7 separate regions of the Mus musculus genome follow, and regions 2, 3, 4, 5, 6 and 7 are each linked to region 1. A link is a contact called in public Micro-C and promoter capture Hi-C data. All regions are on one chromosome and are shown on one strand. The core of a region is the stretch at or near the end of the contact, and the rest is flanking DNA. Distances in the headings are between cores, read along the strand shown. Region 1 holds the start of Ppp3ca (protein phosphatase 3, catalytic subunit, alpha isoform). Region 2 holds the start of Metap1 (methionyl aminopeptidase 1). Region 3 holds the start of Mttp (microsomal triglyceride transfer protein). Region 4 holds the start of Cenpe (centromere protein E). Region 5 holds the start of Slc9b1 (solute carrier family 9, subfamily B (NHA1, cation proton antiporter 1), member 1). Region 6 holds the start of Dapp1 (dual adaptor for phosphotyrosine and 3-phosphoinositides 1). Region 7 overlaps Slc9b1 (solute carrier family 9, subfamily B (NHA1, cation proton antiporter 1), member 1).

Region 1 (3,833 bases), core at 370-2,869:
ACTGGGCTATATAGATCTTATTGAAAGCAAGGACCCTAGAGGTGGCAAATTTAGCAGCAGAAATCTGGCCACGAGGGCAGCCTCCCTTTGCGGATGGGATGTGACCATCCACTCCATCTCTCCTTTTGACTGGCAGGCTAGCCTTCTCACATCCTCTGTCCTAAAATCCTTGAGGCTACCTAGTTGTCATGCCCCAGAGCCACCAATTTGCTATTAAATTTGTATTTTTTTGGACTTGAGTTTCATCTAATCCCTGTGGCCAGATCAGTTCTCCTGGCTCCATCTCCTAGCTTCCTAAACTCCCCCCCCCGCCCCCTCCCAAGACAGTCCTGGCTGTCCTGGGACTCAGTCTGTAGACCAGACTGGCCTGGAACTTACAGAGCTCCTCCTGCCTCTGCCTCCCAGATGCTGGGACTAATGGAGTGTGCCTCCAGCAGCTTCCCACACCTTTTTGTAGGCCCTTTATTAAGCTTACAGTCCAATTCAGGAAATACGAAAACCCTGATACTGAAGGAATTTGAAAATAAAACAGGAAGGACAAGGGTGAGAAATTTATTCAGCTCTCTTCATAATTTCCTTGCTGGTCCTTGGGGTTGTGGTAGGCCAGGGGGAGGGCTGTGCCCAGAAGATATTTTGTTTGTTTGTTTGTTTGTTTTTTCGAGGCAGGGTTTCTCGGTATAGCTCTAGCTGTCCTGGAACTCAGGAGGCAGAAGATATTTTGAAGAGCATTTCATACACGGTCCCTTATTTTCCTTCTTATGAGGGACTTGTGAGAAACTGCAACAAGCCAAGGCCCTACATGCATCTTGATCACTGAGTGACTGACTGGAAGGAACAGGAAGAAATTTAGTGTCACCTATCGCCACCAGTGACTGCTAGCTCCTGTGAACAGGGAAAAGGCGACCTCTCCCGAGTCTTTCTGACTCCTCTTATCTCCTAGGGCATCCAGGGTCACTGAGCACAGCCAGGGTCGCATAGGCTCCAGTCTGTTCCCATCCACCTTGGATAGCTAGCCAGCCAGCCACCGCGTCCCGCAGCGCCCCAAACACACTTTCGTTTCTTCCCGTGAAGTTGTGCACGCGTCCTAACCACCCCACCATCAGTAATCCCCGTCCACCTAGCTCAGGCAGAGCTGCCTCCCCAAGGTAAGCTGTTTACTCGTCGCCTTCCTTGGCGATCCTCCCTGGACAGCTGCGGCAGCGACAGCAGCTGCGCCGCGGCCGGGAGCGTCCGGCGCTCCTCCTTCCTCGGTCTCCGAACTCACTACTGCGGGCCACTCACACACTCGGAGCGGCCGAGACCCACCCGGGAGTGTGTGCAGGACTTCGGGAGTGGGCAGGCGCGGGGGCACGCAGCAGCCCAGCTCCTCCCGGCCCCTACTCCCAGTCCAGCCTCCCTCCTCCCTGCCCACTCCAGTGACACTTGAGCGGTCACAGGGCGGTGGAGGCAGCAGGCCCACGGGACTGACTGGCACCCTGAAGAAAACAGAGCAGGGGGCGGGGCGGTCACCCAGACCACCGCCTTAGCGATGAGGGACGCGCTCTCCAGCCAATGAGCTTGCGAGGTGCAACGTGGGGCGGGCCCTAAGGCGGACCCCGAGGAGGAGGTGGCCAGGGCGCTGGAGGCGGGGGCGGTGAGGAGGAAGGGGAGGAGGCGGAGGCGGGCGCGGTGGTGGCGGCGGCCGGCGCGGCGGCGGAGGCGAGGTTGTGCCCCGGACTGTGTCCACCGAGCTCAGCGGCTGTTGCCTGTGCGTGGAGAAGCAGCGGCGCCGCGAGGCAGAGGAGGATCGCGGACGAGCGCGGCGGCGGGACGTCTACGGCTGCCGCGGCCCCGGCGGCGCCCGGCGACAATCGGCGTGGGGAAGCAGCGGCGGCCGCAGCGGCAGCCGCCTCTCCAGCACCGGGAAGCCGAGGCGCGGCTGGCGGCGCTGACATCCGCGGCCCTGCCTCTCCTCCCTCGCCCCCGGCCCTCCCCATGTGATCGGTCTTAATCCCGACCGTGTGCGCGCGTGGGGGCTCCATTGCGCGGCGCCCGGTGTCGGTGCCGGGGTGGGTGCTCGCGTGTGCTTCTCCTCCCCATCCCCCGCCCCGTCCCCAAGAATAAAAGAAGAACCGGGAGGCGTGCTCAGAAAATAAATAAATAACCAGCACACACGCGCAGCCCGGAGCGAGGCGGCGGGGCTGGCGGCGGCGGAGGAGGAGTGAAGGCGGCGGCGGCGGAGGAGGGACGCGCGGAGCCGGCAGTAACTTTCGAGCCAGCCCAGAGCCCAGAGCTCCAGCCGAGCGGTTTGCAGCGCGGCGGCGGCGGCGCTGAGTGTCTGGCCCGCCGGTGCGGTCGGGGTGTGCAGTCGGACGGGACGAGCAGCGCGTCGCTGTCCCCCCCTCCCGGTGGCTGGAGATGTCCGAGCCCAAGGCGATTGATCCCAAGTTGTCGACGACCGACAGGGTGGTGAAAGGTAAGCGCAGCGCCGCGTCGGCCCGGGGTGCACCGAGTGCCGCAGGCGACTGTCCTCCCCTCCCCCGCCCCGGTCGTCCCTCTCCGGCTAGCGCCGGGGACCTTCTAGGATCTCCTGCAAGAGGCGATCCCTTCCTTCGCCGCGCCCTGCCCCCACACCGCCCACCCGGCCCTAATCGGGGCATTTATTTTTATTTATGTATTTATTTGTTTGTTTTCGTGGACGGGGGGCAGCAGTTGGCAAATGGCTGAGTGGCTGGGAGGCGGTGGCGGGGGTGGCGGTGGCGGGAGGGGGCGCCCGGGGGGGGGGGTGACTGCTGGCAGGGTGTAGCTGCTGTGACAGAAATAGGAAGTGGGTGGCTGCTCGCGGGCTTGCATGGGATCGGGTTTATGGTTTGCTCTTTGTAGAGGGAGGGGAGGTGATTTATGGCTTTTAAAAAATTAATAGGGCATTTTAATGTGGCCATGGCTTGCCGCGGACTGGCTCGCCCCGGCACATTGCTCCAGGCGCTCCATTGCAGCAGTTCCCTGGGCGCCCCCTCCCCCTCCGCGGGAAGGGCCTGCACAGGACTCGCGAGAGAGCGGGAGAGCGTGGGGGGAGCCCAGCTCCGGCTGCCGCGCGCCGCGGGGGCGGGGGGACCGGGGCCGCGTGGGGGCAGCTCCAGGCGGGGGACGACCGGAGCCCCCGCTGCCGCCCCGGGATTTCCCCGCAGGCCTGGAGCGACGCGAGCGGTGGCGATCCTCTGTCGACCTCCCTTGCCACCCACGGCTGACTGCCGCCGACCTGTCATTGCTCTTAAAGGGTTCCCCGCTGGTGCACACCTTTAGGGTGGGAAGCTCACCGTGCTCCCTTCCCCCAAGCTCCTAGCACCCCCTTGGTTACGGGCTATTTGGTTGTCTTTATTGCTAGGGGTGATTTGTATGTGTATAACTGGCAGGGATGGCTCTGGGTTGCTGGCTAGGAGAAGCCAGGGGGATTCGTGGGGTGAGGAAGGGGACAACGTGGTTGCCCTTTCTATCCCCACCATCCTCACTGTATTCCAATGTGGAACGGGGAAGAGGAACTGCAGATTCGAAAGGATTAAGTAGTGACACTTATTCTTGGGGTCAGGGTTCTGAGCAAAGCTGAGATGGGCACTAGCCTGTGCAGAGCGGGCCTCTGAAACTGGAAGGAGTGATGGGGGCGGTGTGTGTGTGTGTGTGTGTGTGTGTGTGTGTGTGTGTGTGTGTGTGTGTGTGTGTGTGTGATCAGAAACAGTATCTTATGCAGCAGAGCACTTAGCTAGAGTGCAAAGCAATCAAGTCATTTGCTCCAGGAACACTTAGGTGAAAGTAACCCAGCGCCCTCCCTAAGACATGATCCATGTTCTTTGGAGCTT
Region 2 (3,833 bases), core at 528-3,027, 1.8 Mb after region 1:
GTTCTGCCAGCTTCTGCCTCCAAAGCACCGGGATTAAAGGTGTATGCCACCACACCTAGCGCCTCTCAACTTGAAACCCCTGAATACGAACTATATACATTGATCTAGTCAGATGGCACACAATTTTCATAGCAAATTTTTGTTTTAAATCCAGATTCCACACAGAACTCACTAAGTTAAACTGGAAAACATTAAAGCCACAAGAGGCCCTGCACCAGGTTAATAGCTCCAAGGCTATTTTCAGGTCTCTCTCCTCCAAGTGCAAAGCTTGGAAAGTGATGTCAGCAAGGTCAAGGGTCATATACTCTCTAAAGGCAAGATCATACAATAGTGAAGGACTCTTGCAATGGTTTACTACAATTGCTAAGGCTTTTAATCATTGGCTTCATCTTATTTTATCTTTCCATCTATTTTATCTTAGAAAATAGTTGGTTTTGCTATTTTCATATAACTATTCTTCCCCCCACCCCACCCCCGCCCCCACCCCAGAACCCTGGCCGTCCTGGAACTTGCTTGTACACCAGGCTGACCTAGAACTGACAGATTTGCCTGCCTGACTCCCAAGTGCTGCGATTAAAGGCATGTATCACTTACCACTGGTGACATAATTATTCTTCTTCAACTTTATCTAGATACCAGCATTAAATTGTAGTGGAATCCTTTAAAAAACAAAACGTCTCTAAATGATAGGGCTACAGGGTCTTCCTTAATTTCATTGTCAGCACAATCTTGTACAATACAGAATGAAAGGTACCCTCATTCTCTCTGTATAGAGTAACACTGAAACTGGGGAACTTAAGTAATTTCACTTACTCAAGCTCTCAGAAAAACTAGCATGCCAAGGTCTTTGGCCTATTAACTCCCCTCTCCCAGGAACCTGTCAGTTTATTACCAACGTACTTATATTCTTCTCCTCAACAAATTGTAACTAAGAGCCTAATAACCATCTACTACTTGCCTTGCCATTATTCTGAGTCTAGAAACGCGATGGGACACAAATACTGTTCAATAAATACACACTTCTGTCAGGGCCCCACTCAGTGCTAGGTTTGCTCAGTTGCACAAAAACTACGTCGGAGCCTTGAAGCACAACCCCTGCGGGACTGTCCTTTCTACTCCAGGAACTTCAGTAACAGAAGTGACTCATCTCTTTACCTTACCGGTTCTCAAATTAATAATCTGAGATGCCAACGGAAAAGAATGAATTACACCGACCTCTCTCCACGCCTACACTCAAAGTTACTTAAATGTCAAAGCGCGGTAGTAAAACACAAAAGAAGTGAGACTGAAACAGCTCTCCTCTACGGGAGACTGCAGCCACCCCCAGGCCCCGGCAGGTCGCTTCCGTCTCCGTCCGGGATTGCAGAGACACCGGAGAGAAGCCCCGGGAGCGCGGCCAGCGGCGTCCAGACCCGACCCCGGCTCGGCGGAGGTCTTGGGCTACCGGCTCCCGCGCGTCCCTACCTGCGCACACACCTGGCCGCCCACGGGACCGCGGAGGCCTGGCCCGAACCCGCCGCAGGTCAGCTTCCGCCCCCGAGAGCGCCGGCGGCCGGGCTCCCGGCTCCCGAGGCCCGGGCCGCTCGGAGGCCCGAGCGGGAGGCGACAAGGCCCAGAGGCGGAGGACCGGAGGGGCGCGGGGTGGGCGGCTACCTGCGAGCAGAAGTACGAGCCCTGGATGCCCAGCTTGATGCAGGTGGGACACTGGAGCTTGGCCTCGCTGCTGCAGCCGTCCGTCTCGCACACCCGCGTCTCCACCGCCGCCATGCTGCCTGGCTGCCGGAGGAGGGAGGAACCGCCACAGGGCGGGGAGAGGGACCCAGCCGGGGAGGAGCTCCGATGGCAGGCCTAGGCGCCGGACCGGGAGGACCAGGGCCCGCCCCTACGCAGCGCGCCCCCGCCCCCCTCCGCGCACGCGCGGCCAGGGCCCCGCCCCTTAGCGCGCGCTCACCTGCTGCCCCGCCCCTCCCTCCGGTTCGGCCGACCCCCCGCCCTGACAGCCACGCCCTCTCCGCGCACGCGTAGTGGCGACCCGCCCGGCAGCCTTTACGCCGCCTCCCCTGCCCCGCCCCAAGGCTTGCGGTGGCGGCGACGCCACGTGGGGTCAGCGGAGATCCTACACCCCATGACGTTGGGACCCCGAGCGTGAAATTCTTGAGCCTTCGGTGTTTCATTCACTCGCAGGTGGTTGGGAAGGGCGTGGATTCCTCAGTTTGGTTCGCCGGGAGCTTCTTGGGGACTAATTCCCTTTTCTGAGTTCCGCTTCTCTCTGCCAGTGTTCTCCTCAAAATAAAAAAGAAAGAAAAAATTACGCTCATTCTTAAAAAAATATCAATGGACCGAGATGGGACTGAAATACGCTCTTCCTCATGTCTTTCCACACCCCGCTATTGAAATACATAGCGCTAGTAGCTGCCAGATAGTTCAATATCGATGATTTAAAATATATATATATTATCTGATTTTATAGTTTGAGCGAATTCCACCAATCAAGAATTGAGGGGGGTTAGCCGGGTAGTGGTAGCGCATGCCAAACTTTAAACCTAGCACTCAGATCTAGAGGCAGGCAGATCTCTCTGAGTTGGAGGCCAGCCTGGTCTACAGAGTAAGTTCTTGGATAGCCAGGGTTACCCATAGAAACCCTGTCTCAGAAAACAAACCAAAAGAGAAAAGAAAAGAAATGCGAGAATTAAAAGGCTCTAGAGTTTATCAGATACAACCCGGTAGCCTAAATCTTTCAAACACATAATCAGTAGACAACAACTGCCGTTTTCTATTTTTTTTTTTTGTTTGTTTGTTGCTAGAGGAATGCTGTGACTTTTAAAAAAATCTTTTCCACCTTAATACACCAGAAAAGCTCATGTTTTCTTGAATAACTTTTCCTGTATAACCAACCACTGTAAACTTTTAATAAAAATGTATACATTTAAGAAAATTAGTGACTGCATATGTGTATATGTTTGTATATGACATCTAACTGTATAAATCCCAGCTTCCTAAACTGTGGCTCTCAACTTCTAAATATGGAGTAACAAAATTTTTGGCAATAGTAAGCAGTTTTTGACAGCCTAACAACCAAAAGTTATTTCAGAATTAAACGCAACACTCAGCATGTGCATTGGACTTCTCTGCAGTCTGATCCTGCATCCACTGCACGTACACTCTGTATTGCGGGTGCTGTCACATAGGCAGTGACAAACACATCCTGGTTTCTTTACAGAAGACAGAGACATCTAGTATTCTTCTGTCATTCTTCATTATGTATCCAATCAGGTTGTCTTTGGATTGAGTTAGCCTCAATAGCAGCAATCCTATAGTGGCTAGAACTCTGCATAGAGAATTGAATATTTGCGTCCAGGCATTGCTGTTTTGAGTTACTGACTTTAATTTCATTTTGAAAAAGTTATTAAGTGGTCTTTGGTTTGGATTGAACAGAATTTCCAACAATTTTTTAAACAGACAAAAAGAGACTTCTGCTATTTGAACCATGAGAAACAGCGTTCTCAACATTGACAACTATAAATCAAGATACTAATCAAACCGGGCGTGGTGGCACACGCCTTTAATCCCAGCACTCAGGAGGCAGAGGCAGGCGGATCTCTGAGTTTGAGGCCAGCCTGGTCTACAGAGTGAGTTCCAGGACAGTCAGGGCTACACAGAGGAACCCTGTCTCGAAAAACCAAAAAAAAAAAAAAAAAGATACTAATCAACTATGAAAAACTAAAGATACTTTATGACCTATAGTGTCAAATATTCTACCAAGCTTCCTTCCCTCTCCCCCACTCTCTTCTCTCTCTCTCTCTCTCTCTCTCCCCCCCCCCCATTGTTGTTCT
Region 3 (3,833 bases), core at 478-2,977, 1.5 Mb after region 1:
AATCTGCCTGCCTCTGCCTCCCAAGTGCTGGGATTAAAGGCATGCGCCACCACGCCTGGCGTGGAAGGGTTATATCTTAACCACTGATGATTTTTAAAAGTACTGAAAATATTCCCTCTAGTTTAAGACCCCATTTGCTCAGGTAAACAATTGAATTGTAGCCCTCAATATCTTGTAGTAACAGTCCCTTTTCATGTAGAAATTTCACACACACACACACACACACACACACACACACACACACACACACACGGTGGAGGGGGAGAGAGAGAGAGGAAGAGAGAAAGAGAGAGAGAGAGAGAAATATTGAGACAAAGTTTGCTTTATGATCAAAAGTCACATTGGTCCCAAACAGATTTAAAGTGTGCGTGTGGTTATTTTATGTCCATCACTCAGAGGACACAGTACTAGAAGTTGATCCTACCATGACAGATTGCCTTTAGAGCGATTGGTCTTAACAGTATAACTTTTTATAAACTATAAAAAAGTGACATCTTTATACAAGGTTACAATGCAAAACCCAAAGACTTTATAAGCTGCTGGATCTATAGAGTTTACAAGCTGCTGGATCTATAGAGTTTACAAGCTGCTGGATCTATAGAAGGTTTCACAACAGCACAGCATTCCATACAACACTTTCAAACCACTCCTTGTGAAATCACTTTCCTCTAGGATTTTCCTGATGTCATTAATTCATATTTTAAAGTAACGTTTGCCTTAAAACAAAAATTGTTAACTAGGATCGCTATTTTTAAAGGACGTCTTCTTTCTTACATCCATATTACATCGCAGCTTTATTTTCCTTCACTCCCTGACTCAGGTTATGCTACTTCCTTTCAAAAGCAATGGGAGTCCATACAGGCTTTACCAGTTCATTCCTAATTCTTTGGTCATCAAATGCCTTCCTTTTATTGGGTCTGATTCTTCTTGTCCTTCCAGTGCTAAGCAACCAGACTGGGTTATTTTACAATTCAAATGAAGGAGCTGCCTTCTGTGTGTCTATCAGCAGGTAACATTAGCTCATAACTCTCTCCAAGAGTGAGAAACTGAAGCTAGAGACACACTGCTCTGGGGTGGAGGGTGGGGGGTGGCAGGGCTGAAATGAGAAAGGAATCTCTACTTTGGTAAAAGAGAGCAGGAAATTAAATTCTGTCTTCCTTTCCACCTTGTCACTTCCTCCCCCAGATATTCCAATCTTATATATTTTCAAAAATTGTATAGTTAGGAACTCTTTCAACACACACACACACACACACACAGAGAGAGAGAGAGAGAGAGAGAGAGAGAGATTAGGGAAAGGCAACGTAAACTTACCTTTAACGGAAGCAGAGTAGGAGGAGAAGAAGCAGAGAAAAAGCACTGCCAAGAGGATCATGCTGGCTCCCTCTGCCACATCCAGTCCCCGGGACTCACTGAGCAGTGGTGGCAGCCAGCAAGGAAGTGACCCTCTTCAGAACCGGCGACAACAGTGTTTATCTATAGGGGAAAGGTCAGATTCCAAACTCCAAAATCAGGACCTAAGTTCATGGAAGGGCTCACTATTAATGATTAAACGCAGGTGGGCTATAGTTTGTAGTCTCTCGCTTTTAAGAAATTTGTTTCAGTAGGGCAGTGGTGGCGCACGCCTTTAATCACAGCACTTGGGAGGCAGAGGCAGGTGGATTTCTGAGTGTGAGGCCAGCCTGGTCTACAAAGTGAGTTTCAGGACAGCCAGGGCTACACAGAGAAACCCTGTCTCAAAAAAAAAAAAAAAAAAAAAGAAAAGAAAATGTTTCATCCCAGAAGGAAAATCAAGGGAGTTTTTATCTTGTATTCCAAACTAAACCAGTGAACAGTCTTACATATGCAGAAAAGACGAAGTACTAAGAAGTCATGCCAACAAAACAAAACAAACTACAACAAAAAAACCTAGTTGTGATACTTTTCTGCTCAAGTACACAATCATCAGCAAACCTGGAGAATCCTATAATTTGTAAGGAAACGTGAGGTTCAATAAATCCCAACCTCGTTGAACCCTACTGAACCAGAATACATCTTCTATGATTATTTTTGAATTTTTATACTATCACCAACCATTACAAAGATGACTTCCAATTGCAGAATTTATCCTAAGTCATACCACCATTGATAAGGATAATGCTATGATTAGGCCTTTTATCCCTGAAGTACAGATCGTCGTCCTTATATGGGAGAGAAAAGTCAGGGTTGGGGCAGTCAGCATTTGACAGCATTAGTGTGTCAGTAGGCCAACTGAGGATACTAGAGTGGCCCTCTGTAAAGACAAGTGATGCCTGTTTCCCACATACCCAGGTTCCTAGAATGGGAAGCCAGAGTCCCGTTGTTCCTTCTGAGTTACAGTTCTCTCTTTCTCTCTTTCTTTCTCTCTTTCTTTCTCTCTTTCTTTCCCCTTCCTTCCTTCCTTCCTTCCTTCCTTCCTTCCTTTCTTTCTTTCTTTCTTTCTTTCTTTTTTTCTTTCTTTTTGGTTTTGGTTTTTCGAGACAGGGTTTCTCTGTGTAGCCCTGGCTGTCCTGGAACTCACTCTGTAAACCAAGCTGGCTTCGAACTCAGAAATCCTCTTGCCTCTGCCTCCCAAGTGCTGGGATTAAAGGAGGGTGCCACCACTGCCCAGCCTGAGTTACATTTCTAAGAAGAGATTCAGAGGACAAGTCCCAGTTCTCACCACTTTTGCAACAGTATGTTATCTAGGATACGTCTTTCAAGAGAATGCCCTCATATGTATAGCTCTGGCCACACTAAGTGACCCAGCTAACATTTGTCCCTGGAAGTCCTGATAGAAACATAAACACTTCTAAGGGGGGTGGGGGAGTCAAGTCGATTGGGTAGAAGAAAAAGGAAGTTTGGAAGTGAGGGTTATTGGGATATTGGTCTATGAGAATATTTATGGCCATGTTTGTTTTACATATAAAATGAATTCTTAAAGCAATCCTGGTTCCCCTGAAAATCTGCCACTCCCCTAACCTTGAGTTTAAGTCTTTTAGACAATTTAGATTAAAGATAGCAAGCAATAGAGCTACAAAATAAAAAGTAAAAGTTAAAAAAAAATGTCCTTTGAAGTGTGTTTTCCTATGCAAAATTGAAAGGTGAAAATTACCTTAACCTCCTCTTGAGAGCAGAACTTCATTTGCTATTACCAGTTTTCCTGGGGCCAGACAGGAAAGGGCGTGCTCACAAAACAAACAAACAAGCAAACAAACAAACTTCCAAAAACCCAAACCTTTACAGAAATGATTTTGTGGATACCGGGTGGCCATATACAATGCACATACAATGTAATGTGAAAATGCCTGTCCCTTGCTTTTGGTTTAGTTGCTGTTGTTGTTACTATAGTTTATTTTTTGAGATGGCACTGGCTAACCTGGAAGTCGCGGTGCAAAACAGGATGGCTTTCACTCACAGTGATCCTCCTGCCTCATCTCCCAAGTTCTGGGATTAAACACATGTTCCCCCAATGTCTATCATTGCTTTCACTTTCACAGATTCCCACAATGCTACATAGGTGGACAAAGAAAGCCCTCATGGTCACCGAGGCTTACACACATATTTATTACAATAAAGAACTATTTTGTGTCTTACCCCAGTGTCTAAGAGCTACCTTGCATTTTCATCTCAGAGTCACACTCGGAGTCACACTTGGATATATTTTACAGCTATCACTATACTGTGTGGTATGTGATACGTGTCTCTTTGGGTAAAGTTCTAGTCGTTGTCAGGAGTTCGTATCAGAGTCCAACCAATAAAAGGCATATCACGATTACCTAATCAAGTGAGTGCTGTTTCGCTTGAACATTTGATTTCCACAAGAAAGCACTATG
Region 4 (3,833 bases), core at 434-2,933, 1.5 Mb before region 1:
ACACTGAGAACCCCAAGATTGGGTTATTTACTGGAAAACATCTGTTTGTAGTTGTGGTGTGGGTCAGCCCTAGCACACACCTTTGATCACAGCCATTTGGATTTACTTAGAACAGGACTATTAATGGAAAATAAGAGGAAGTCAGGAGGACGGATAGAGAGACGCACAGGAAATAGAAGGGAAATTGAGGGGTTTTTGAGAAGGAGAGCTTCCTTTTGGAACATCAGCTGAGGAGGAGGGTCAGCGGGGTGCTTCCTCTGACTCTCTGAGCTAGCAGGCTTTTATACCCAGCATCTGGCTCCCTAGGCTTCTTTGGTAAAATCAAACAATTGGTATCTGGGTTTGAAAAAAAAAAGCACAACATAAAACAGTTTCACAATGAATATCTCTTTTTCTGTACTGTTAGGAATTGAACAGAATGATGCAGGATTCCCCAGCTCCGGCCCCCTTTTCAGTTATTGTGAGACTGATTAAACTGCCCCCATTGGCCTTGAACCATCAAGCACCATCTCTTTCTCATTAGTGTATATTAATTGTACAAGACGTTTCATTTTGTTATGACATTTTCATACCTGAATATTACGTCCTTTTGTCAAATTCACCTCTTCTGCTACCCTCTCAGTCCCTCTCTTTTTCCTTCTAATAATTATCTCTTGATGAACAGCATAGATCATATAGTGGAATACAGTCAATCTTTAATAAATACTGCCTGCTATATAATGTTAGCAAAGACAGTGTGACAAAATCACAGCTGTGAAAATAATACTCTTGCTCTAAAAAATCCCTTCCTTGCCTCTGAGCCTTTAATGACATAACATTTCTTCCCCTTCATAAGTTTGTTCCCTACAGCTAAATATATATTTGCCCACTTTAAAAAAAAAAAAAAAAGTTAAAACAGGGCAGGGAAGATAGCTCAGTGAGTAAAGTCACTGGCTGCCAAGCTAAAGTTGAATCCCTAGAACCTAGTGGTAGGAGAGAACTGACATCCCCAAATTGTCCTTGGTTGCCTCCCTGAGGCTGAAGGTTAAGTCATTGTTGCCTGGAGACACCACATACTTCAGACTTGTCGGGAATTAGAAAATTCCAGCTGTTTCTGAGCTAGAAGCCTCGTCCCTAAGGCGTAGCTTTATTATTTTGGGAGCCTCTTGGATTACTCTAACCAACATGAAAAGAAGTGTTCCATGCCTAGTACTGGGGATTTCTCGGGTAATCCATGCTCTAGTGTGCAGCACTGTCATGTCCCCACAACATTTTCCCAGGTGTCAATGATTCTCTCCCTTACATGAGGCTCTTACACTCACCGTCCAGAGAAATGAAAGTTAAAGAAAAGAAACAACAACGCCTCAAAGCAGTTCCAAAAGAAAAGAAAATCTTCCTTTCCTGGCTGGGCAGTGAGTTCCCATTGGAGGCTTTAAAACAAAACGAAAGCTTTTTTTGGTTTGGTCTAGTCTGGAGTTCTTGTTTGTTTGTTTTTTAAGATTATAATTCTTTTGTTCTGCAGGCGTGACTCTAACACAAAACTTCTCTCCAGCTGAGTTCTGAGGCTCTCAGTTCCGGGATCTCTGAGTCTCCCCCGCCTTCCCCATCCATGGACTCGCCCCGCCTTTCCCCCCGCAACCCCCACTCGCCGCAGCACTTGGACTGTCCCGTGACGTCATGACGCTGCGCCACCCAATCCGCTGCAACCTTGAGGACATTTTAAACTTAAAGGCGGGGCGGCCCGGGAGCTCGGTCGGCGCCGTTGCTCTCCTTCGTTTCCCTTAGTCTGCAGCGGACAGGATGGCCGAGGAGGCTTCAGTGGCTGTCTGTGTTCGTGTGCGACCCCTCAACAGCAGGTAGGCGGCCTGGGGCGGCGTGGGGACCTGCGTCCCAGCCCGCGCTGCCCCGAGTCACACCGACACCCGGGTGCAGGACTCCGTTTCCCCGAAAACACGGTCCGACTGCGCGTAGTTCTGCTCAGGGGACACTGCCGTCCTCGCCTGATGGACGGAGACAGTGAATGTTCAGTAGTGGGAAAAGGTCGGGAATGCCAGAAAGAAAAGACAAGAGGGGGTTGATGAAGTCTACTGGGTTTGCTGGCTTCTGGCCTTCAGCTAGAGATGCTAAAGCTTGAGAAATTGGTATTAAACGGGTGGTCGATAGGCGAGATTCTCAAAATTGATTATTTCTTGCATTTAAGTTCCTTCCCTAATTTGGGAAAAAGCTGGCTCCTAGTTAGCATTAGCTGTTGACTTGACAGCCAGCTATATCTAAGGGAGTCTCCATTGGAGGACTACCTGGATGAAGTTGGCCAGTGGGCATGTCCTTGTGGTGGAATCTTAGTTCCTGGTTGATATGGGCAGTGCTTAGGCCAGTCTGGGTGGTTCCATTCTTACTCATGGAACTCAAGGCTGTGTAAGACAGCTACGTAGGCAAAACCCAGAGAGAGCAAGACAATAAACAATGTGCTTCATGAATTCTGCCTCCACTCCTGCTTGCGACCCTGCCCTGACTTTCCCTGGGGCTGGAAGTGTAGGCTGATATAAACCTTCTCCGTTCCAAGTTGCTTTTGATATAAACCTTTTCCACTCCAAGTTGCTTTTGGTCATGATATTTTATCACAGCAGCACAAAGCAAACTAAAACAGTATATCTATAGACATAAGCCGTTAACGATACACAGAAAAAAAAAAGAAAAACAAAACAAAACTGTGCAGAATGTTGAAAGAGCCACTGGGCCTTCAGAGACATGGGGTACCTGGTGTCAGGAAAACGCTAACACTACAGAATAGGTGGTTCATTGATGGATAGATCACAGAGATTCAACTTCCAGATTGCTTGACTGATGTGGTGTTTGGTACGAATAGGAATTTAGAGGAAGGTGGCACTGAAGAGATTAGTGGTGTCTGTCATGGTGGCACAGGCCTTTAACCCCAGCACTCAGAAGACAGAGGGAGGTGTATCTTAGTTGTAGACCAGCCTGGGCTACCTAGTGAGTTCCAGGCCAACAAGGTGAGACAATGTCTCAAAGTAAAGAACAGAAAGAGATTAGTGACATAGTTCAGGGGATTTAGGGCATGTCAAGTATTCCGGAAGATTCCAGAAGTTTTTTTGTTTTTTTTAAAGATTTCAGAGAGGAAGTAGAGCCTATGCAGACAAAGATAGTTATGAATATAGTTAAACATAAAATTATATTACTTAAATCTTCATTTTGCAAGAGGTTTGGGTTTTTTTTTTTAATTTTTGTTTGTTTATTTGGTTGGGGGGGGGGGCGGTTGGTCGGTTTTGGTTGGGTGGTGGAGGTGTTTTGAGATGGGGTTTCACTGTGTAGCCCTGGCTATCCAGGAACTCAGTTCCATAGACCAGGCTAGCCTCCAATTCATAGAGATCCACCTGCCTCTGCCTCCCTAGTGCTGGAATTAAAAGTGTGTGCCACCACTACCCAGATTTTTGAAACTTTGTATTGCAAGGTTCTCCGGTAATACAAGATCTTTCCCCAGCTCAGTAGCTCTCAGTTTTCCAGTCTTTGTGCCACACTCAGAACACTGCCAGCCCTCTCTGCATGTGGACTGTCTGGTGATGTCATGACTCTGCACCTCTGCAAGGCTCAGTCAGCTGTGAAGTTGACATTTCAAAAAAAGGGGGAAGGCACTGGGCTTGGTAGGCACCCTAGGTCTTCTGCATTTTTCTGGGCAGGTGAGATGTCAGAGGAGGTGGTGGCCACTAAACTGCACCCTACTCTCTCAGAGCTGGCAGTTTGCAGAAAAAAAGAATTATAATCTTTAAGAAATAAATCAAACCAGACCAAACCAAACCCAAAAAAAAAAAAAAAAAAAAAAGCTTTTGTTTTGTTTT
Region 5 (3,833 bases), core at 697-3,196, 1.3 Mb before region 1:
TGAATATCTGAGCCTATCTTCTTGAATAATAATTTATTAGTATAGCATTTCTTTTAATGAAAACCATGAATTTGTGCTATGTCCTTTTTTTCGTAATCTGAAGGATGCAGAATCATTTCCCCAAACATCTGTTATTGCACAGAAGATCTTTCAGGTCCAGTTCAGGTGTGAGGGTCTTTATGGGGCAATTACTAAGCACTCACTTGGTGCTGAGAAGGAAAGCTTTTCTGTTTTTAAACAGGGGGCTCTATTGGCCTAGCTTGCAGGAAAATATTTACATCCAGATATGCCAATGACGTGGTTATCAAATTGCAGTTGGATCATTTTCTTCTCATAGTGAGGTCGTGCTGTGCTCTGTGCCACTTAATTCTCCTTTAGATTTTTTTCCTGGGAGTCACAAATTTTTATTTTTTACTTTTGGTCCAGACTTAAGAACCCTTTCACAGTGATTTCTACTCACTAGGTAGGAGTTAACATTCCTGTGTAACATTTTCTCTGTGACAAAGGGAAGACGCTGGCCCCACTGCCTGAGCTGTCCTTATCTCTGAAGCATGGTCAGAGCACGGGGAAGGGACACAGCCTCATATGGACCACATGGGTAGAGACGTGTGGGTTCCAGAAAGAATGAGGAGGGAGGTATTTGTCAGGCCAAGGCTACAATATCCCCTGTGAACACTACTCATCCCAGGACTTTCTGCTCTGAGATTAGTTTTTTTTTTTTCTATTTCTCTATGTCACCTGTCCCTCATGGGGCTCCTGCTTGGCCTTTATCATTATACTCTCATTTCAAGTTTTAATTTATAAGTCTCTTCTGAGAGTTTGCAAACCAGGAGATTAAGGGCCCTGAGTGGAGTCTCTATGAGAAAGGACAGAATCTAATGGCTTATCTTACGGCCCTTCAATGATTATTTTTGCACTTTAAAATCTTTGTTTGCAGATTGGAGAGATGGCTCAGCGGTTAAGAGCACTGACTGCTCTTCCAAAGGTCCTGAGTTAAAATCCCAGCAACCACATGGTGGCTTACAACCATCCATAATGAGATCTGACACCCTCTTCTGGTGCTGTCTGAAGAGAGCTACAGTGTACTTAGATATAATGAATAAATCTTTAAAAAATTTTTTTTGTTTGCAAGTCTGCCTTCACACTAGAAATGTAATAATGTAGTTCCAGACCCCAATGAGGATGAACAGTAGACATAGTAAACATTGTTTCAAGTAAAGACTTTAGATGTTTCCTTCAATCTAAGTGTTTGTTTGTCTTTCTACAGGATTAACATTTCATTTTACATCATTTTCTCTTTACAGTGCCTTTCTGAATTCAAATACACACCTTGCCATCCACGATTATGGGAAATAGGTTTTGTTAGTTTAAAAAAAAACTATATAAATTCCCACATACAGCATATATTGTATAGCATGTTAAGTCTTGACTGTCATGTTTAGGACAATCACAATTACATGATGCTCTCAAATGTTTCGTTTTAACTATCAATTCGTGTTTGTAAATAACACTCTACCTGCTCTTCAGGGACGTGTGTTGGGTATTGACAGAGGGGAGTTGTTGGCACTGCCTAAGAATTCCTATGTAATTCGACTAACTAGAAAGATAAATAAATGAAAACAGTGATCGTTATAACCACTTGATCAAGAGTTATGTTTGAAGCCAATAATCCTAATATGGTGAAGCCACCTATAATCCCAGGCCTTGGGAGACTGAAGCAGGCTGCTTGTGAAACCTGTTTTAAAAACAAAACAAAATGAAAAGACATTGGCCTTGAAGTAGGACTAAAATATTAACATAAAATCCATGTGATTAAGCATTTGAGAGACCCTGCCACGTTTACTATGAAAAGAAAGAAAAAAAAAAAAAGTTCTTAGACAGGAAGTCCATTAAGAGCACCGCCCCGCCCCGCCCTTCTGCTTCCGGTAAATCCCAGCCCAGTTTCCGTCCTGGAGGTTGGGTCCTTGGCTCTCCTGACCTCCTGCACGCGACGACGGTTGCTGGTCCCTGAGCGGGTGAGAGTTGCTAAAGGAAGTGTAGGTACGCCCAGTTTTCTCCATTCTTCTGCTCCAGGCCCTTGGGTACCTTCCTGCTGTCACCTCCCTGTCCTTAGCCAAGGAAGGCCTCCTCCCTTCCCTTTAAGGGAGCGCTCTCACATGGCTCCATCGTACTGGAAGCCCTCTTCCATCTCTTCCTGGTTTCTTTCCTCCCTCAATGCAAGCCTCTGTTGTTTCCTTCTCTCAGCAGTTCTTGCAAATAAGAAAGAAGAGATCTTTCCATCACGACTGACAGCAAAATTAACCCACTGGGCAGATGGTATTTGTACAAATCGTGAATCCGGAGAGGTGAACCTTCACGTGCACCTGTAATTGCAGATGTGTTCCAGGATTGGTCTCTGATTTTCGGAAGGCTCTCATTCCTTCCCCCACACCCCTGACCAGGATTCCTCTTGGCTTTATCGCAGCGGACAAGCACTCAACACCAATGCTTTTTAAGGATTAAGGGCTGTAATTGCACACACAGTGTGTCAGACACTGCGCTCTCCTGAGTCCTGACCGTGCTCTGTGGTGGCGCTCTTCTTGGAATTCTTCCCTATTAAGATGCCATAAAAGCTTGTCACCTTTAGGTTTTAAAGTTCCCTGCTGAAACGTAAGATATCTTAAGACTGCAGACAAACTCCTGAAAGATGAGGTAGGTTAAGAAATTTTAATACCAGCAAAAAGAATGCTAAATAATTGTCCTTCTGTTGTTGTATGTTTAATAGTTAGAAACAGAGCCTGGTGACATGAATACTTTTTCATATAGTACCTCATACCCTGTGAAAGATCAGATTGGTTGATGGAGATATGCACTTAGCACCTAGGAAGGCCACCTGTCATTGTGCAACAGTACCGAAAAAGGACCCCAAAACAAAACAAAAAACCTTACTATTGCATGTGGGAAATTCATTTTCCATTTTCATTGTTACCATGCCTGTAAGAGGTACATACAGAAGCTAGGAAGATGTTGTACAAACAACATCTGTTGTACAAACAAAAGAAACTGAATTTGGAACCCTGTCACCTACATATGCCAGGCATCATGGGCTGTGTCTATAATCCTAGCACTGCCAGGATAAAGGCAGGTGGCCAGCCATTCTAACCAGTGGGTGAGCCCCTCAATGAGAGGCCCTGGCTCCAAAAAAGGTAGCAGCTGGAGAGATGCCTCAGTGAGCATGTAACATTTTCAGTGTAAGGATGAGGACCTGCAATTCAAAAATTGATTCAATCCTAGTAATCAGGGGAAAATTTATACACCATCATATCCTCTATCTACCTCAAACTACATTTAATTAATATAAGTGTGCCCATGTATGTGTATGTATGTATGTATGTGTGTGTGTGTGTGTGTGTGTGTGTGTGTATATATATATATATATATATATATATATATATATGCATATATATAAATTTCCCATCTGGGATAGCAGTGCTTTCCCCTGAGCTAACTGCAAGAGCAGGCACGAGAAGCCCTCTGTTTAAGTTATTGATTGGTGTTGACCAAGAGACTTCCAAAACACCACAGGCGATTGCTCTTGCCTGTGGTTGCATCCCAGAGGTGGAAGTTGAGTCCCTGTTGCTGAAGACTCCATGTACTTCAAGCGCAGTGCCTTGAGGACCTGATCTGGCTCTGACCTGAAAGCTTCCTTCCTATTTGAGGAGTAAATAGCTAAGAAATATCTCAAAAATGTTCATCATCCCTAGTAATTAGGGAAATGCAAAACAAAGCAAAGCCACTCAATTTCATCATACCCCTAGTCAGAATGGCAAAGATAAAAGTAAACAAACAGAAAC
Region 6 (3,833 bases), core at 576-3,075, 1.3 Mb after region 1:
GAAGGGAAGCCTGTGGTTTACCTGCACTGCCTGTCCCCAGACACATGGTCAGGTATGTTTGTGTCCTGAGTGTGCTGACAATTCCAAAGCTTAGATCCTGCTTTCAGGATAGGATTTGTTTAATTAAAGAGACAGAGTTGAATATTTTCTGGATCTTTCTTCTCCTTTGGGTATCTTAACTTCAGAGGCTGGAGAGTGCAAAAAACACAGGTACAAACCTTGGGAGCTGGCCAGTAAGGTCGGCTCTGAACTGCTTGATTCTGGGCTGGATGCTCCCAGAGAGGCCCTTATTCTGTTTTTTTTATTTGAAGAGAAACGTGGAGAGTTTTTGGAGCTCTGAAGACCTCATAAGGAGTTTCCCTTATTGAAAATCCTAGCTGTCAATACCAAATGGCAGTACAGGTCCTTGGCTTTAAATTTAAACAGAGAATTATTGAGAGCTGCTTTTAGACTTTTTATTAATTATCATTACATGTGTGCATGGTGTGTGTGTGTGTGTGTGTGTGTGTGTGTGTACCCGTCTGACATATCATCTGTGTGGAGGTCTGCCGAGTGGGTCCCAGGACTCAATCTCAGGCTTAGCCAGGCTTAGCCGCAAGCACCTCTACTTGCTGTGCCAGCATAGTGCCGTGAGAAATTTTACAGTAACACAATATAAAATGATACAATCTCTAGTGTAAACAGAAATTTCAACCCATTCTCAGAGGAGGATGGGGCCTCTGGCAGGTAGCTGTCTCAGCTTTGTTATTTCACTGATGTGACCGATAAGATGGGGTTTAAAACCCTTTCGTGTTTATTGCCATCCTATGCAAGGTGACAGTATGTCTTTATGTCATTGGGTGATGAGGAATTCCAGCCACTTAGGTAGACAACAGGTCCAGAGTCCTCTCTCTTGGGAAACACAAGCGTGTAGGTGCAAGGCTTTGTCTCCAAGGAAACCTCCTTTCTTGTCTGAGTAGCCCTTTTTTCTTTACTAAATGTCCGGATGAGCTGTGTCATCAGGGTCCCTTCTGATGAACTCTGATGATGTCACCTAACCTAAACCTGTCTATCTGAAGCCAGGCTGTTGTTATCTTGTGTCTAAAGGCTATGAAAGAGCTCCCATTGCTGTGTGAGAAGGAGGCACCGTAGAAACATGATTGTCGTACAAACTTCCTCATTCTTTTTCTTTTGAAAAAAAAAAAAAATCCCTCTTACTCACAGCCGTGTAGTCTTTCTGTTTATGGAACCAGTGACACAGTTCACTGCCAAGAGGTGCACTCAGAGTTCTTCCACCTCACTTTAATGATAAACTAGCCCAGTATCAAAGAAACAGACGATTGTATGCACACTCCCCAGCTGCTGAAGGATGCCCAAAAGTTGATTTTTTTTTTATCACATTCTCTCAGTGTAACTGTTCTCACTTTTAGAAAAATATCTTACACTTTTACAATGAATCAGCGCCCCCAGAAGGAAGTTCCTACAGGTCAATTAAACTGGCCAGGTAGACGACCATCAGGTGGCAGTGGGAAGAGACTCGAATCCTGGAAACACTGGTCAGAGCGGCGATTTTTCAAGGAACTGGGAAGTTGTACTCATCGAAAAAGCGCTCTTACCCCAAATCCTGGAGCAGGTCTGTGCCTCCATCTGCTCTGCCCCACAGCTCTGAGGGATCCTGGGTACTCATGTTCCCTCCTAGAAGTTCTGCTCTGCCCATAAGTTCCTTTGCTTCTGATGGCTGACTCCCCGCCAGGTGCTGTATGAAGAGAGAGATGGGATCGGCTGCTGCTGGACGCGCTGCTCCTCCTCGCTAAGGCAGGAGCCGGCTGGGGCTGAGTCTCTGGCTAGCAAGGAAGTGAAACTTGGTTGCTCCTCCCACACTGCCTCTGCCACCGTGGGCCTGAGGCATAGGCAGGGGTGTTCTGTCAGTCAGGAAGTGTGCTAACTAACCCCTCTGGCAGCAGAGCACCTCAGTCACCACAACGTATTGTCAAGTTAGATTTTGCCAAAGAAAACAGAAGGACCACCCGCCCAACCAGGATGGGGCGATTAGGTCAAACTCTTTCTAGGAGTCCAAACTGTAGCTTCTCCTTACCAGGGTTTGCCTGTAGTTTGGGGGGGGGGGCGGGGAGGGGGCTATGTGCACGCGCACACCCACCTCACACAGCGGCACAAGGAACACCGAGGAAGCTTCGACGTCAGATACATCTTCTGAAGGGGTTAAAAAAATTATAGGTAAACAACCAGTCCTGCTCTAACCTACTTTGTTTCTGGTACTGGCTCAGGATTTCTTTCCAATATTCCCTTGAGGTTTCTGTAGGGGAACACTTGTTTCTCTTATGGAAGAAGGTTTGGGGGCAGAGGCTGTCGCCAACATGCCCAAAGACCTGGGTTCCATCCCCGCACCCCATAAGATCCTGTAATCCCAGCACTCTAGAGGTAGGGGCAGAAAAGTCAGAAGTTCAAGGCTATCCTCATCTACTTGGTGAATTTGAGTCCAGCCTGGGCTATGTGAGTCCCTGTTTAAAAAACAAACAAGGCAAAGGACTGAGTAAGAAGGCAGAAGAAAGTTAAAGAACAGCATCTGTCGGGGGTGTACCCAGTAGGCTGAGCTACGCTGTCCGGGGGTGTACCCAGTAGGCTGAGCTACGCTGTCCGGGGGTGTACCCAGTAGGCTGAGCTACGCTGTCCGGGGGTGTACCCAGTAGGCTGAGCTACGCTGTCCGGGGTGTACCCAGTAGGCTGAGCTACGTACGCTGTTCGGGGTGTACCCAGTAGGCTGAGCTACGCTGTCCGGGGTGTACCCAGTAGGCTGAACTACCCTGGATGCAGTGGTGTTTAGACTCATAAAGAGGAAATTCCATCTGCCTGGATGTGTATCAGTGGATGGATAAAGAGCTCTCTCTCTGCATGTTCCCCCTCCAATATCCCAAGATGAACTAGGGTTCATCTGAGGGCTGTTCCATTTGGTATCCTAAAGAGACTGATAGAACGAAGACCTTGTTCTACACAGGCTGCCAATGTCTCCTTAGGAACCGTCCTCTCTTCTGTTTCCCAATGGTTCCTGGGACTCTGGCTTTCTCTGGTGAGAAAGTCCTCAGTGCCTAGAGGCAGTCCTGGGGAGAAGCAGCTCTGAGAACACACATATAACGAACCGGCACACACTGGCTGCTATAGTTCTCTCAGACAGAGGAATATAAAGTGTCGGGCAGTGGTGGCGCATGCCTTTAATTCCAGCACTTGGGAGTCAGAGGCAAGTGGATTTCTGAGTTCGAGGCCAGCCTGGTTTACAGAGTGAGTTCCAGGACAGCCAGGGCTATACAGATAAATAAATAAATAAATAAATAAATAAACAAACAAACAAACCAACCAAACTTAAAAAAAAGATAAAGTGCACGTCAACAGAAAGGGGGCAGGGAGGGCTCCAAATCACTGGGCAAGCCATGCAACAGGTCCCCTGCTCCTTCCTGCACATTTCTCCAGTGCTGGACTGTCCTTTTCATCCCATTTTAGCACATTTGGGGGGAGGGGGGGAGTCCCATTTCTCTTAATCTCTTCCCTTTCATTCTTTCTTTTTTCTTTCTTCTTTCTCTCTTCTCTCTCTCTCTCTCTCTCTCTCTCTCTCTTTCTTTCTTTCTTTCTTTCTTTCTAGAACAACCTAAGATGATTGACTGATTTCTTCCCTCCCTTCTTCCTTCCTTCCTTTTTTCTTCCCTTTTCCACCCCCCACCCCCCAGCCTGCCTCTCTTAACTTGCTTCCCATCTACTGCCTTCTCCTTTGAGAGCATCTTCCTGCTGGCTACTCGTAGGCTCCCCACCCTGTCCTCGCCTGCTCTCCACCTCTGCACCCAGCA
Region 7 (3,833 bases), core at 670-3,169, 1.3 Mb before region 1:
ACATTCCATCGAGTGAACAGAATGGCGTGTCTCAGTCCTTCTTCTCATGGTTCCCCTACCACGACCTCATCTAAGACTTTAGACAGAGCCTCCACAGAGGCTAGGGAGATGGCATGCTCGGTAAATTACTAGTCATGCCGTCCTTACGACTCTGCTTGATCCATCCCCAGCACCCACATCAGAAGCAGTCTCAGCCACCCTGGGAGGAGAGACAGGATCCCTGAGGCTTGCCAGTATAGTAAAGTAGTAAGTCTCACAGAGAAGCCATCCAGGGAGACAGGACAAACCTCAGGCTGAGCAAGTGCACACGCACACCCCGGCACACCCCTGCACCTCTACACACACACCCTACACCCCTCATCTTTGTTTTATACTCGTTATAATTACTATTTTAATTAAAAATAGATATAATGAAGCAACAGCCTCAAAATATTTTCAGAAATTTTAGAATTCAGAGAAATTCCTCTCTCATTGCAAAAATAGCTTTGTTTTTTACATTTGTTTATATGTGTTATAGGCATGTGCCTTGCTACCTTGGGTTTGGCACTATCTGTTCGAATTTTATCCACTTTTGTACTGATGTCTTTTGCTAACTTCCGTTTTAAGGAGAAAGTATTTATTGCTTTATCATGGATCCCTAAAGCTACAGTCCAGGTAGGAACATAAAAGTCATTATAATAATTTTAGTTTTGACAAGTTTTTAAAGTTCTAAATGAAAAATATTTCTCAAATCACAAATTATCCTCTAATTTACCTAACTTTTGTCATGTTTGGTTCCTTACATTTTCAAGCCCCGAGCTGGAGAGAATGTTCAAGGGGAAAGAGTGTTGCTACGCAAGTCTAGAAGCTGAATGTGGGTCCCCAGCACCTACATGAAAAAAGGCTTGGCTTCAGAGCCTGTGATCTCAGCACTGGGTGTGGAGAAGGAAGGGCAGGGGCAGAGGTGATACGAGGACTAATGTGGCTTGGCAGCCTCCAGCACATCGGTAAAACTTGTTTCCCAGGAATAAGGCAGAGAGTGACAGAAGAGAATGGCTGATGTCATCTGGCCTCCCCATGTGCGCAAACATTTATACACATGTTCACACACACTCATGCACACATACATGTATACACATGCACACACATACACACATGTAACACATGTACATATACTTACACACATGCACATGTTTATACACGCACATGTGTACACACATGTAACACATGTACACACATGCACACTTAATACAAAATTTTAAAAGGTTTATTTTAAAGCAATTACTCTGAAATTGAGAAGAAAATAACAATCTCTAAATTTTATGAAAATGCTTTCTTTTTCTACTTCCCTAAAGTATAAAATAAATCAAGGGTGTCGGGGCATATACTTTTATTCCACCCCTGGAAGGCAGAGGCAGGCAGATCACTGTAAGCTCCAGGACAGCCTGGTCTATGTGGCGAGTTCTAGGACTGCCAGGGCTGCATATATAGACCCTATCTTAAAACAAACAAAAAGTTTAAAATAAAATAAGTATATATCATAATATATGATTTTTTATTTTACTGGCTGCTACAGAGGTAAGTGTTATGACTCTGGAGACACACTGGTTTTCGTAAGTACATCTTTGCACATCCTGACACTCCCTCCAGCACACAAGCACATGCAGATATTTGTTTTTATGTTACATAACTGTCACTGCCAGGAAGGACAGAGAGTGTTTTTGGGGGTCATTTTACTTGTTTCCTTTTTCATTTCCCCTACTGCTTGTCATCATACCTGATAAAAAGTTGTCTTAGTTAAGGTTTCTGTCTATGACCAAAAGCAGCTCGAGGAGGAAAGGGTTATTTCATCTTGGACTTCGATGTCACAGACCTCATCATGGGAAGTCAGCACAGGAACTTGGGGCAGGGCCCAAAGCAAAGGTCATGGAGAATCAATGTTGCTTACTGGCTTGCTTTCCATAAATCATTCAAGACCACGGATGGATCCAAGGGTAGCAGCTCCCACAATGGGCTGGGCCCTCCCACATCAATCATTAATCAAGAAAATGCTGTGCAGACTTGCCCACAGGCGATCTGATAGCGACATTTTCTCAATTGAGGTTCTTCTTCCCAAACACTCTAACTTGTGTCAAGTTGAGAAACAAACCCCCTTGCCAGGACAGAGGTTACCGTGGTCTGCATGCCTACACAAACAAATGACTGAATTAATGAAGACTGTAGTTTTGTCATCCAATTCTGCAATAATTTCCTAATATAAAGCGGTATTGTTACTTATTGTTCAACTGTTAACATAGCAGCTTAAGACCTTGCTTTCCTGGGATTTTTTTTTCTTCTCCATTTTGCTGTTACAAAATTGAAGCTTGTACATTTCTGTGAAACCCAAAATGATTAGGATTAGAACTGAAGGCATTAAGGCCAGACTTGGTGTTGAATGCTCTGTTGCGTGCTCGGTCATTAGCTGGTTACTCCTTCATCTCTCAGCTCATTGATTTGCTCATTTTATATAAGGGCCTAGGACCATATTTACTAAAAGGTGGTGTGGTGGGAGTGGGTGAAAGAATTCCTGTAAAACTCTCAGCATAATTTCTGTCATATAGTGCTGATCCACGAGCAATATTATAGTTACTTTATCTTACCTTTAAGTCATAAACAGTAATAACCTGCTTTATTCTAGGAAACACTAGGTCTATAAAGAGAATGCCTCTCTGTCTGTCTGTTACACCCACTTCCAGTGATACATGGTGGGTTTGCACATTATTCGTCATTTCCTAAAGCAGGCAGAGTGAGAAGCAAGCAGTTGTGCAGAAGAGCCTCTCCCTACCCCACCCCCACCCCCAGTTTGCAGCTTGTTTACTCTGCTTCTCCTTGTCCCCTCTTCCTGGCATCTGGCCTACATTGTACTCTGTGCAAATTTTAAGAACTGGAAAAACCAATGTATCAATTTTTTTTCAAACTCAAGATCTTGCACATGGTAGGCAAGTGCTCTGCCACTAACTATCCCACCAGCCAACATTTTTACACAAGTAGAGGCATGTGTCCCACATATGAGTTAGAACAAATGTTTTCAATTTAACACTTCTGCCTGCTTCTCCCCTATTCTGATTTCTTCCAGATAGATTTGCTAGGAAGAATACACAATTAATGACTAAATGATACAAATTACCCTGGTTTTTTTCCTTCCAGTACTTTATCACTCAGTTTCATTGTGTGCATCTATAACAGCCATCTACTTTTATCAAGTGTTGACTCTGAGCAACATTTTTCCCCTGTATCATCCCCAACTGCAGGCTGTCTTAGGACCTCTGGCTCTAGAAACAGCAAGGGTCATGGCACCCCACTTGGAAGGATACGCGAAGGCTGTGATGACAGTGGCCTTCCTAGCCATCCTGATTACAGCTCCAAATGGAGCCCTCCTCATCGGCATACTGGGACCCAAAATCCTTGAACAGAGTGAGGTGACATTCCCTTTGAAAGTTGAGCTCTCGAACTTCCATCATTAAAAAGCTTGCCATCATCACCTGCTATGTCTCATGATTTATCTCACCTGACCAAAAAAAAAAAAGTTACAGTACAGAAGTTTAAAGATTGTTTGTAAAAACCAGGATTCGCTAAACACAATTTCTCTACTGGGCTTTCCTCTGGTTCTTGGTTCAGAGTAAATTTTAATAAAAACTGCAGTCAACTGCAGTGGTCCTTCAGTCTAATACCTGCATAGTTCAAGAATCAAGTCAGTCAGTAAATACCCTAGAAAAATGCAAGGTGGTCTTTGTGACGATTGTGAATTCTATATTGTAATACAAAGTAAGCATAGTAAAACTACATGAACCTAAAGAGAAAGAAAAAATTCCCTT

Evidence for each region. Promoter capture Hi-C pulls out the DNA fragments that hold promoters and counts their contacts. A called contact is a pair of places that touch in the nucleus more often than the background predicts. Capture Hi-C pulls out chosen DNA fragments and counts their contacts.
Region 2: a contact with region 1 is called in a promoter capture Hi-C map of pre-B cells. The contact joins the promoter of Metap1 here to the promoter of Ppp3ca in region 1. A contact is called at or near these places in 4 of 39 promoter capture datasets (cranial neural crest, liver, maxillary cranial neural crest and 1 more).
Region 3: a promoter capture Hi-C map of liver shows a contact between it and region 1, with 3 times the contacts expected there. The contact joins the promoter of Mttp here to the promoter of Ppp3ca in region 1.
Region 4: a Micro-C map of embryonic stem cells shows a contact between it and region 1, with 19 times the contacts expected there. The contact joins the promoter of Cenpe here to the promoter of Ppp3ca in region 1. A contact is called at or near these places in 3 of 39 promoter capture datasets (embryonic stem cells, liver and pre-B cells) and 2 of 484 Hi-C or Micro-C datasets (CD4 T cells and embryonic stem cells).
Region 5: a promoter capture Hi-C map of embryonic stem cells shows a contact between it and region 1, with 3 times the contacts expected there. The contact joins the promoter of Slc9b1 here to the promoter of Ppp3ca in region 1. A contact is called at or near these places in 1 of 39 promoter capture datasets (embryonic stem cells) and 1 of 115 datasets of contacts at active chromatin or transcription factors (pancreatic cancer cells).
Region 6: a promoter capture Hi-C map of liver shows a contact between it and region 1, with 3 times the contacts expected there. The contact joins the promoter of Dapp1 here to the promoter of Ppp3ca in region 1. A contact is called at or near these places in 2 of 39 promoter capture datasets (the HPC-7 cell line and liver), 6 of 115 datasets of contacts at active chromatin or transcription factors (embryonic forebrain, embryonic stem cells, large pre-B cells and 2 more) and 1 of 9 other capture datasets (liver).
Region 7: a promoter capture Hi-C map of liver shows a contact between it and region 1, with 4 times the contacts expected there. The contact joins the enhancer-like site here to the promoter of Ppp3ca in region 1. A contact is called at or near these places in 2 of 39 promoter capture datasets (liver and pre-B cells), 2 of 115 datasets of contacts at active chromatin or transcription factors (embryonic stem cells and stem cell-derived neural progenitor cells) and 1 of 9 other capture datasets (embryonic stem cells).

The regions. Positions count from the first base shown.
Region 1 is chr3:136,668,447-136,672,279 of GRCm38.p6, forward strand. Ppp3ca (protein phosphatase 3, catalytic subunit, alpha isoform) reads left to right here and starts at 1,620. Exons shown (of 14, transcript NM_008913.5): 1 at 1,620-2,455. The coding sequence starts at 2,398.
Region 2 is chr3:138,487,605-138,491,437 of GRCm38.p6, forward strand. Metap1 (methionyl aminopeptidase 1) reads right to left here and starts at 1,778. Exons shown (of 11, transcript NM_175224.4): 1 at 1,654-1,778. The coding sequence starts at 1,767. It overlaps Gm32553 (a long non-coding RNA gene), which reads right to left and starts at 457. Exons shown (of 2, transcript XR_001784010.2): 1 at 1-457.
Region 3 is chr3:138,129,926-138,133,758 of GRCm38.p6, forward strand. Mttp (microsomal triglyceride transfer protein) reads right to left here and starts at 1,728. Exons shown (of 18, transcript NM_008642.3): 1 at 1,315-1,728. The coding sequence starts at 1,375.
Region 4 is chr3:135,210,880-135,214,712 of GRCm38.p6, forward strand. It overlaps Cenpe (centromere protein E), which reads left to right and starts at 1,684. Exons shown (of 46, transcript NM_173762.4): 1 at 1,684-1,835. The coding sequence starts at 1,780.
Region 5 is chr3:135,346,083-135,349,915 of GRCm38.p6, forward strand. It overlaps Slc9b1 (solute carrier family 9, subfamily B (NHA1, cation proton antiporter 1), member 1), which reads left to right and starts at 1,947. Exons shown (of 13, transcript NM_028946.4): 1 at 1,947-2,040; 2 at 2,245-2,691. The coding sequence starts at 2,687.
Region 6 is chr3:137,979,724-137,983,556 of GRCm38.p6, forward strand. Dapp1 (dual adaptor for phosphotyrosine and 3-phosphoinositides 1) reads right to left here and starts at 1,826. Exons shown (of 9, transcript NM_011932.3): 1 at 1,596-1,826. The coding sequence starts at 1,696. The region is part of intron 2 of Gm19708 (a long non-coding RNA gene); the gene reads left to right.
Region 7 is chr3:135,394,327-135,398,159 of GRCm38.p6, forward strand. It overlaps Slc9b1 (solute carrier family 9, subfamily B (NHA1, cation proton antiporter 1), member 1), which reads left to right. Exons shown (of 13, transcript NM_028946.4): 12 at 518-654; 13 at 3,270-3,501. The coding sequence ends at 3,482. Among named protein-coding and RNA genes, the nearest start is that of Cisd2, 27 kb to the right of the region's middle. Within about 2 kb of position 1,920, at least 12 of the 459 cell types and tissues checked have an H3K27ac peak or open chromatin away from gene starts, as enhancers often do. A contact at or near this core is called in liver, where this site is marked.